Regions from separate parts of the Zea mays genome. Here region 2 is linked to region 1. Evidence: chromatin contacts called from public Hi-C data. All regions are on one chromosome and are shown on one strand. Each heading gives the region's core, a stretch centred on a gene start, on an enhancer-like site or on the middle of the called end of the contact. The rest is flanking DNA. Distances are from core to core; before and after follow the strand shown. Region 1 holds the start of LOC103650867 (magnesium transporter MRS2-F). Region 2 has its middle 45 kb from the start of LOC100191305.

The links. A called contact is a pair of places that touch in the nucleus more often than the background predicts.
Region 2: a Hi-C map of tassel shows a contact between it and region 1, with 1.9 times the contacts expected there. The contact joins the enhancer-like site here to the promoter of LOC103650867 in region 1. A contact is called at or near these places in 3 of 25 Hi-C or Micro-C datasets (endosperm, leaf and tassel).

Annotation. Positions count from the first base shown.
Region 1 is chr3:169,567,269-169,572,250 of Zm-B73-REFERENCE-NAM-5.0, reverse strand. LOC103650867 (magnesium transporter MRS2-F) reads right to left here and starts at 1,588. Exons shown (of 6, transcript XM_008676457.4): 1 at 1,067-1,588; 2 at 1-134. The coding sequence starts at 1,435.
Region 2 is chr3:169,706,469-169,711,064 of Zm-B73-REFERENCE-NAM-5.0, reverse strand. No RefSeq gene overlaps it. Among protein-coding and RNA genes, the nearest start is that of LOC100191305, 45 kb to the right of the region's middle. Within about 2 kb of position 2,019, at least 11 of the 20 cell types and tissues checked have an H3K27ac peak or open chromatin away from gene starts, as enhancers often do. A contact at or near this core is called in endosperm and tassel, where this site is marked.

The DNA.
Region 1 (4,982 bases), core at 339-2,838:
CTACTAGTCATCTCAGGCACAACAGCAGTAGTCTTCTTAGTCATCTCCATTTCATGTCCTTTGGATGCACTTGGTAGGGGAAATGGTGAAGCAACATTAGATGATTCACCTTCCATGTCAGTGAACTCAGCTGCCTAATAGATAAAGGGGGAAACGATTTAGTGATATATCCTCAATCAACATATCTTATAACACTTGTAGTGGTCAAAATATAGCAATCCGATAAAATACTTTTATCCTTATGCCTAAATATCACCATTTTAGTCAACTATGGGAAGCCATCCCCCAATTGTATAAACTCCTCCCATGATACATCCCCTTATTGCAATATCTTAAAATAGCATTGAGTGATCAAAACATAGAAATATTATTATCACGATGTTTTTATCTTCGAACATATGGCTTTGTCCACTTTGAAAAATTATATCCACCCATTGCATAATCCGGGTAATGTGACCAAACTTCAAAACAAGACTGTCCAGTACAGTGCCCTGCACACATACTAAGAAATTTCATACCATAATTCCTACTCCCTTACCAAATTTTAAGTCTGTCTTAACTTTATCCCAAATCAGACTTCTCTACCTTTGACCAAGTTTATCGAAAAATGCAGAAACACCTACAACATCTAACAAGTTTAATTAGATACACCATGAAATTTATCTTGATAGTGCATTTATTTAATATTATTTGGTCAGAGTTAGAAACGTTAGACTTTGATCAAAACTAAATCTAAGTTGAAACGGAGAGAGTACTCCCTCTGTGCCAGAACGCAAATCTGAGAAATCTCCTTTAAGAAGCCAAAGAATTTTAGGTTTGACCAGGTTTATAAAAAAATGCTAACATTTCTAGTACCAAATAAGTACTGTATCAATAAAGTAATTATAGAATATATTTTTGTATAGCAAACCTTTTTTGAGATTAAAATGTCGATACCATTCTCTATATACTTAAGAAATTGGCTGGGTTTAAAACAAGAATTACATTCCTTTTGGGACTAAGGGAGCATTCCTAAGACTGAAAAGAAATACCAGACCATTAATAACGAAGTAGTAGAAAACATTACCTGGTCAGACGAAGATGCGAGGACACGGGTCTGGAGGTCGCGGACGAAGCGCGCAAAGGCGGGATCCTTGGTGTTTGGAAGCAGCACCTCTGTGGCTGTGATCAGGGCTTTGACGCGCTCCAGGTTGACGACGATGGCGCGCTCGCGGCCCAGGATCGTGGACGGGTACGAGAGTAACGGGTCGAGTACCCTGAGATCGCGCGCGGGAAGCCCTGTACGCGCCATCACCGCGTGCTTCCCGGCTTCCTCCACCCGAGCCGGACCCGACGCCGGCACCACCATCCACTCCCGGCTTGCGGCAGCAGCGGCGGCCCCCGCCTTCCGCCTCCCCACGCCACCGCCGCCCGTCCCCACCGCGTGCGGCCTCATCGTTTACCCCTTGGAATTAGGGATCCGGTCGGGATCCCGGCGGCGGTGGGGAATCCGGAACGTGCGGCGGTGCGCTCGTGACGGGTTAGGTGCTGCCGGCTGGGAGGAGATGCTGGGGTTTGAGTGAAAATAACAAACCCGGAGGTCTTTTCCGAAAATTCACTGAATCAAATCAAGTACTTTAGTAACCACTGTCATGTTAATTAAAAAAATTAAATATAATTTAATTATAAAACTAATCTATATCTATACTACTATATAAGGATGTACTCTATAAGGATGTAAGGAGGGTGTCCATAGGCTACGCCATGCCTCTACCTCCGCAGATCACGCCTACCCTACCCCGCCCGCGACAGCCTGCAAGCGCGTCGTCCTCCTCGCACACGATTTGCTCCCCCCGCCCCAGCGCAAATCTCACCTACCCTCTAGCCGACCTTTTCCTCCTCCTTCGTTGACTGGTCACCGACGCCGTTGAAAGTCGCCTAGAGGGGGTGAATAGATAAATCTGAAATTTACAAACTTAAGCACACACTACAAGCCGGGGTTAGCGTTAGAATTAACTTCGAGTCCGAAAGAGAGGGAAAACAAATCAACAAAGAAATAAAGCGGATGAACACGGTGATTTGTTTTACCGAGGTTCGGTTCTTGCAAACCTACTTCCTGTTGAGGTGGTCACAAAGACCGGGTCTCTTTCAACCCTTTTCCCTCTCTCAAACGGTCACTTAGACCGAGTGAGTCTTTCTCTTCAATCAAATGGGACACTTAGTCCACTACAAGGACCACCACAACTTGGTGTCTCTTGTTTTGATTACAAGTGAGTTGAACACAAGAATAGAGGAAGAAAAAAGCGATCCAAGCGCAAGAGCTCAAAAGAACACAAAAGTCTCTTTCTAGTCACTAATTTGTTTGGAGTGATTCCGGACTTAAAAGAGGATTTGATCTCTTTGTTTGTGTCTTGGAATGAAGTCTAGAGCTCTTGTATGAGGTTTGATGGCTGAAAACTTGGATGCCTTGAAGTGTGGTGGTTGGGGGGTATTTATAGCCCCAACCACCAAAATGACCGTTGGTGAAGGCTTCTGTCGTATGGCGCACCGGACAGTTTGGTGCGCCACCGGACACTGTCAGGTGCGCCAGCCACGTTACCAGGCCGTTGGGTTCCGACCGTTGGAGCTTCTGACAACGGTGCCACCGGACAGTCCGGTGGTGCACCGGACAGTCACTATTCACTGTCCGGTGCGCCTTCTGCGCCTGCTCTGACGTCTGCGCGCACAGGCGCGCACTGTAGCGTTTCACTGTTCCTCTGCAAACGACCGTTGGCGCTGTATAGCCGTTACTCCGCTGGCACACCGGACAGTCCGGTGCTACACCGGACAGTCCGGTGAATTATAGCGGAGCGGCCTCCCCGAATTCCCGAAGGTGGCAAGTTTGGAGTGGAACTCCCTGGTGCACCGGACACTGTCCGGTGTGCCAGACCAGGGCTGCCTTTGGGTTGTCTTTTGCTCTTTTTAGTTGAACCCTTTCTTGGACTTTTTATTGGTTTGTGTTGAACCTTTGTGTCGACGTTTCGACCCCAGGGGGTCCCTGGACCGACGAGTAAATTGTCGTTGCATGTCCCAGCTCAGATGGGTCGGCGCGAGATGGAACACAAGGGGGGGAAAGGGAACCGCGGCTCGTGTTATCCTGCGCCCAGGGTGGATGCGCTTGCAGTAGGGGGTTACAAGCGTCCGCGAGGGAGAGAGAGAGTCTGTTCGTCAGCCCGTCCTCCCACGCGGCCACCTTCTCGTACGAGGGCCCTGGACCTTCCTTTTATAGATGTAAGGAGAGGGTCCAGGTGTACAATGGGGGATGTAGCAATGTGCTAACGTGTCCGGCGGAGAGGAGCCAGAGCCCTATGTACATGCTGACGTGGCTGTCGGAGAGGTGTTAGTGCCCTGTTCATGTGATGTCGTGGCCGTCGGAGGAGCGCTTGAGCCCTGTAGAAGCACAGCAGTCGAGGCTGTCGGGTCCTTGCTGACGTCTCCTTGCTTCTGTAGGGGGTTGAGAACCGCCGTCGTCATGGGAGCACGCGGGGTGCCATCATTACTTGTTTACCGGGGCAAGCCAGATGGGACGCCGGTCTTGTTCCACGTAGCCTGAGCTAGCTAGGGGTAGGGTAATGATGTGCCCCCCTGTAACATGGTCGGTCCGAGCCCAAGGTCGGGCGAGGTGGTGACTCCTCTGAGGTCGAGGCTGAGTCCGAACCCTGGGGTCGGGCGAGGCGGAGACCGTCTTTCGAGGTCGAGGTTGAGTCCGAGCCCTGGGGTCGGGCGAGGCGGAGACCGTCTTCCGAGGTCGAGGCTGAGTCCGAGCCCTGGGGTCAGGCGAGGCGGAGACCGTCTTCCGAGGTCGAGGCGGGGGCCGTGCCCCGGGGTCGGGCGAGACGGAGCTTCCTATGGCGCCTGAGGCTGGACTCGGCTGCTGTCAGCCTCACCCTGGCGGGTGGCACAGCAGTCGGAGCAGGGCAGGCAGCGCTGTTTTCCTGTCAGGTCAGTTAGTGGAGGGGCGAAGTGACTGCGGTCGCTTCGGCCCTACCGACTAAGGAACACGCGTCAGGATAAGGTGTCAGGCGATCCTTGCATTGAATGCTCCTGCGATACGGTCGGTTGGTGAGACGATCTAGCCAAGGTTGCTTCACTGCGAAGCCTGCACGAGCCGGGCCTCGGGCGAGTCGAAGGTGCGCCCATTGCTTGAGGAGGCCCTTGGGCGAGGCGTGAATCCGCCTGGGTCTACTGTTCCTGCCCGAGGCTGGGCTCGGGCGAGGCGAGATCGTGTCCCTTGAGTGGACGGAGTTTTGACCTGTATTGCGCCCATCAGGCCTTTGCAGCTTGTGCTGATGGTGGTTACCAGCCGAGTTTTAGGAGTCTTGGGGGTACCCCTAATTATGGTCCCCGACAGTAGCCCCCGAGCCTCAAAGGGAGTGTTGGTACTCGCTTGGAGGCTTTGTCGCACTTTTTTGTAAGGGGACCGTCCTTTCTCGGTTACATTTTGCTCTGGTGGGTGCGCGCGAGCGCACCCGCCGAGTGTAGCCCCCGAGGCCTCGGAGGAGTGGTTTGACTCATCCAAGGTCTTAGTGCCTTTCGTGACGCCTCGGCCGATCTGGTTGTTCCCTCATGCGATCTGGTCGTAGCCCGGGTGCATGGTCAGGTTCCGAGTTCTCGGGCTGGAATGTTGACGCTGTCAACGGTTTGGCCGGAGCCGGGTTCGCGAGAGCAGCCACCGAGCCTCTGTATAGAGCGAGAGGACGGTCAAGGACTGACTCGGCTTTTATCATACGCCCCTTCGTCGCCTTTCCGCAAGGAGGAGGGGGGAAAGCGCCATGTTGCCCTCGGAGGGCGCCAAACATGGTGTCTCCAGTGAGTTGCTAACGGGTGATCCGAGTGGACGCCCATGCCCCGTTCGATAAGGGTCGGCTAGTGGCCCAAAGGCGCGCTCCAAAAGTACCTGCAGGTGATTTGCCGGACCTGGTCCCATTTGATAGGGTCCGAGGGCTCGATGCCTCCCTCTGATG
Region 2 (4,596 bases), core at 770-3,269, 140 kb before region 1:
TGCGTGCGGGGCGAGGCTGAGGGCACCCAGGGCCTCCGAGACCACGTCGGGGCTCTCGGGCGAAGGAGGCCAGGTGGGCACTGCTTTAACCATATCACTCTCCTGGTTGATGATGAAATCGAGGTTCCTGAGTCGGATGGTTACACTGGGGTGTAGTCGTTGCGAGGGCCACCGTCGGCCGTCGCAGTCGTGCTGAGGTTCCTCGACGGAGGAGGTCGGGCTTCTAGGGCCCTGGCCGTTTTGCCTTCGCAGTTGAAGGAGAAGTCGAGGCTCCCAAAATGGATCGTTGTTTGGGGAAGATGATTGGCTTCACGGTTGGCCATCTGGAGCTTGAAAAGCTTCGTCGGGAACGAGCAAGTCCCCTACTTGGTGTGCCAGCTGTCGGTGTTTCGAACCTCGCACCGACAAGTAAATTTATTGTGTGTGTTCTTGACTCCGGAAGGTGGGCGCAAGATTTATACCCGTTCGGGCAAAACATCACTAAATCCAGTCATCGGCAGCTTGCGCTACCGACACCATTGATGATCAAAGCTCGTAGTATGAGTTACAAGCAGGCAAGATAGCGAGGAGAGGCTCTCAAGTGTATTATTCTTGGTGGAGGTGGTTACAAAGTGGAGTCCTAGCTAAGTCTTAGCTTGGCGGTGGGGCTCTGGCCTCTAGGTCCTCCTCCTGTTCGTTAGTCCTTATGGGTGTCGTCTCATCTGGGATCTTTGCGTGCGTCCTCTGTCCCAGAGAACTCTCTCATGTCCGACGGCCGACCTCCTCCCTTTATAGGCTAAGGAGGGGGTCAGCCAGCGGTGGCTTCCTTAGGAAGGAGCCACCTAGTAATGGACAAAACAAAGCGTCCTACCACAGGGTAAAGTCACGCGTGCTTGCGGTCACATGGTTGTCTCGTATTCTTTATTGTGGACGGTGCGGGCATCGTGGGACCCGAGCATCATCATTAGGGTTATGTCGACCCCTGGCCGTCATAGCCTGGGGCTCAGTGCGTTTCGTCATGTTGCGTCCAGCTAGCGCCCTGCGCACTCAGGCCTACTCCCGATAGGATATGAGTGTGCCGCTAGCAGGGGATGCACGAGCCATAAATGTGTTGCAGTCCAAGGGCTCGTAGGTCATGAGTGCTCTAGGCCTGAGGGGTTCATAGGTCATGAGTGGGAGGCAGACCAGAGCCTCCACTGTGGCTCGGCGCTAGACACAGTAAATGCGGCCGAACATTTATGATGGGTCAGTCTTGGGCCTAGAGTGGTTTGACTTTGGCTCGTTCGGCCCCGTGTCCGGTTCCACCACGCCCGACCCCAGGCTCGATGTCGCGGGGTTCGTCCGTGTGCTCGCTGACCGGTATGCCCAGATATCGTCCATATCCCAACATATAGGTTGTGTTTCAATTAAAATCATTTACATCTAACCAACTTTTTAGTCATATATTTACATTTATGCTTTCAATCAATTTATTATAAAAATAATTTACAATCAATCTAATAAAATTTGTGTGCTGATTGCATTCTTTTTTTTTGAATCACTATATAACACATCACATAAAATAATGTGATATCTTAAATTTATGGTTCCATCCTTCTTTCGGAGTATCGGAGAAAGTATGATACCTTATGTTGCATGCCTCACTATAACACATCACATAAAATGTCGAGGCGTCTTTTTTCACTCGCTTCACTGGAAGTAAAGTGGAGACATCAATGATATAGTGCGGTTATATAAAGTTCCGTCTCTGAACATTGATTTTTGTTTTCCGGGCGAAAGAAAGAAGGAACCTGCTGTCTGCGGCTGCGCTGCGCATCGGCTGTCGGTAATTCCCAAAGCAAAACAGTCATCCGGATTATGCGTAATCATTTGGGCCGTTCTGGGAGCAGAAAAGATCCGGTCCATTAATTGATTATGATATCTTTTGGCCAGGCGCTAGCGGTTGCTTTTCCGCAGACAGGTTGAGAAGACTAGGCGAGGTCGATGACACAACTGAAGTGGGTACCGGTGGGCCAGACCGAAGTGGCCCCCCGTCCCTCGCAGCATGGCAGGGGGCACCGCGCAGGACGGCAGGAGGAGCAGCAGCAAGCGAGCTGCTGGTGCTGGGTGGCATCGGCACTGCGCCCAGTGCGTGCGCGCGCTCACGCTTGTGATGGATGCAGATGCAGATGCAGCTGTGCGCGCATCATGCATGCAAGCAGCTGCAGGCGAGCGGCATTCGCACAGCCACAGTTGTGCATGCCAACAAAAAAAATTGGACGAGTGGCCAGGCCAGGCGGCCAGGCCAGATGACCTGCTGATGAGCCCGGGGGCTGCATGCGATGCGTATCGTTTTTTGCACTGTGGCCTGCCGGCGGCTGCTCCGTCCGAAGTGGCCGGCAAACAGTAGCTATATCGGGCAAAGTCTTGCCGCGCCATTTCTGGCGGCGCTATCGTTTTCGGGTTGGACGACGACGCGGACCCGCCGTGTGTCCAAAGTGACAATGGAGTGAGTGAGTGAGTCGCCGCCAGAGAGCTCGATCGCGCGCTCGACCTCGTCTCGGCCGCTCCGATCCGAGATCCACCGCCTGCGCACGGTGACATGCATGCCACGCCATGGAGAGCTGGACACTTGGGAAGGGGCAGGCAGGTGCTGAGCTAGGTGATCAGAGCGTGTGTTTTACCGCTCTGTTAAGCGCGCTGTAGCTAAAGCTAGTACGTTGAGAAAGCTGCAACCACGCCACGACATGGGCGGAGAGGAAGCTATCTACTGGGCTGTCGGCTCGGCTGTGTGGACTGTCAAGTTTTATTTGCTCGATCCGCACCGGTAGTTTTTGTAGTCTTGCGTTCAGCACATTGGCGCTATGTGCTGAGCTAGGTGAACAAAGCATATGCACATGTACTGTAGGTTAGCGAGTGAACAACTAGGCAGGGTTGTTAGATAGTTCACATTGATGCAACCACGCCTTTGGATTATATTTACTCTGTCTCTTTTTCTAATTCTTAGTATGATCGTAGCATGCAGAGGTGCCATTTTCCTTTAATTTTTTGTATACGATACGGAGTATATAAGGCAGCACATCGTGTAGATTGAGGCGTCATTTGTTTTGTGGCTTTGAACTGCATGGAAATTCGAATGGAATGTAGCTAGCTAGCTTTGCGTCACTGGATGGGCAGGAGCCCTGGAAGTCTGGAACATAGCCTACTAGCATCAATAGTGGCCGGAACTGTAGCGGCTAGCTAGGCGTGGACGCGCACGGCGGCGGCAGCCATGCAGCCATGCAGGGAGGGGGTGAGATGGCAATGGCATGCAGAGATGGGGGTGCATGCGGCATGGCGGTCGCGTGAGCGGCACGCGGCTACGGTGGCTTGGGCGCCGCCAGAGGCGTTTGTCGGAGGCTGCCTGTGTGTGTCTCGGCAACCTCGTATATGTTCGGTCCCCGGCCGCCGGGCGACATGCATGCAAATACAACACATGGTACGCCCTATACTACGTACTAGCGGCAGGGCAGGGTGGCAGCGCATCGGTGTCTGTCTCCGACCCGACCGCCCTATTGCATTGCATGCTCCTATATTGAGGGGGGTCGGGCCCCGGCCCGGTCCGGACGGGCTCTCCCATGCCATGCGTGTCTCCTGCGACAACGCCGCACTTCGTAAAACCCGGGGCCGGCCTGAAGAACTACGTATAGGATAGGAGGACACCCTAGCTAGCAGCACATACTGTCGACGGCATTGCCAAGCACTACTCATCATCAATTACTGTACTGTAATTGAGGTGGATCGATGATCTCTTCTGAATCATCATACACATAAAAATGATGGATAGATAACATTAACTGTTCGTTGTGAATTCATGTCGTGCGAGTGACCATAGTACTAGCCATTCAACAGATCCCAGCATCAGCAAACAGTTTGATCTGCGTCGCCAACTTGCGCCGATCGATTGCGATGCCGTGCTTCGTTGCATGCATTAGATTCTGCGGCAGGCAGGTAGGTATAGATATGGGTCTATGGCCTGCGCTGGGGCCTGGGGGTGCGCGCGGTACGGTGGTGTGCTGATTTGCTGGCGCTCCCTGGCGGTGGCGTGGTGACGTTCACAGGCGCCAGCGGCCGGGCGGGCAGCGTCGGGCTTCCATCGGCTGGGAAAACCTGAGGCGCGAGTCCCTGTCCCACGGACCTTCTTGGATTACGCCTGGATTGACGCCCATCCACCATAACGCCGGCCGGCAGCATGCAGCGGAGCGAGGGCCGAGCGAGAGGGGGGGCTACAGCCTCTCCGCGCGCGGCCTATCTCTGAGCCCTGTACATTTTGTCGCAGGCGTTGAGATCCCTCTGCGCCTGTTGTAGCAGAGCAGCCAGCAGGAGCACCCCCTGGCCGGTCTTCAGCCCCCTCATCAGTCATCACTCACTCTCTCTCTGGCAGGGCAGTGAGTAGGACAAGACAAACTAGCGGTCGCACCCGTATGCCACTATGCATGTGTCATGTGTTGCTTGCTTCGTCTTGTGCTGTGCTTTGTTTGTGCTTGCATTGCACCCTCCGAGCAACTGCAACTCCATCTCCATCGCCGATCCGTTTCTGACGCCACGCCGGGCAACACAACGCCGAGCATTCATGCGCGCGTATCGACGACGACGGTG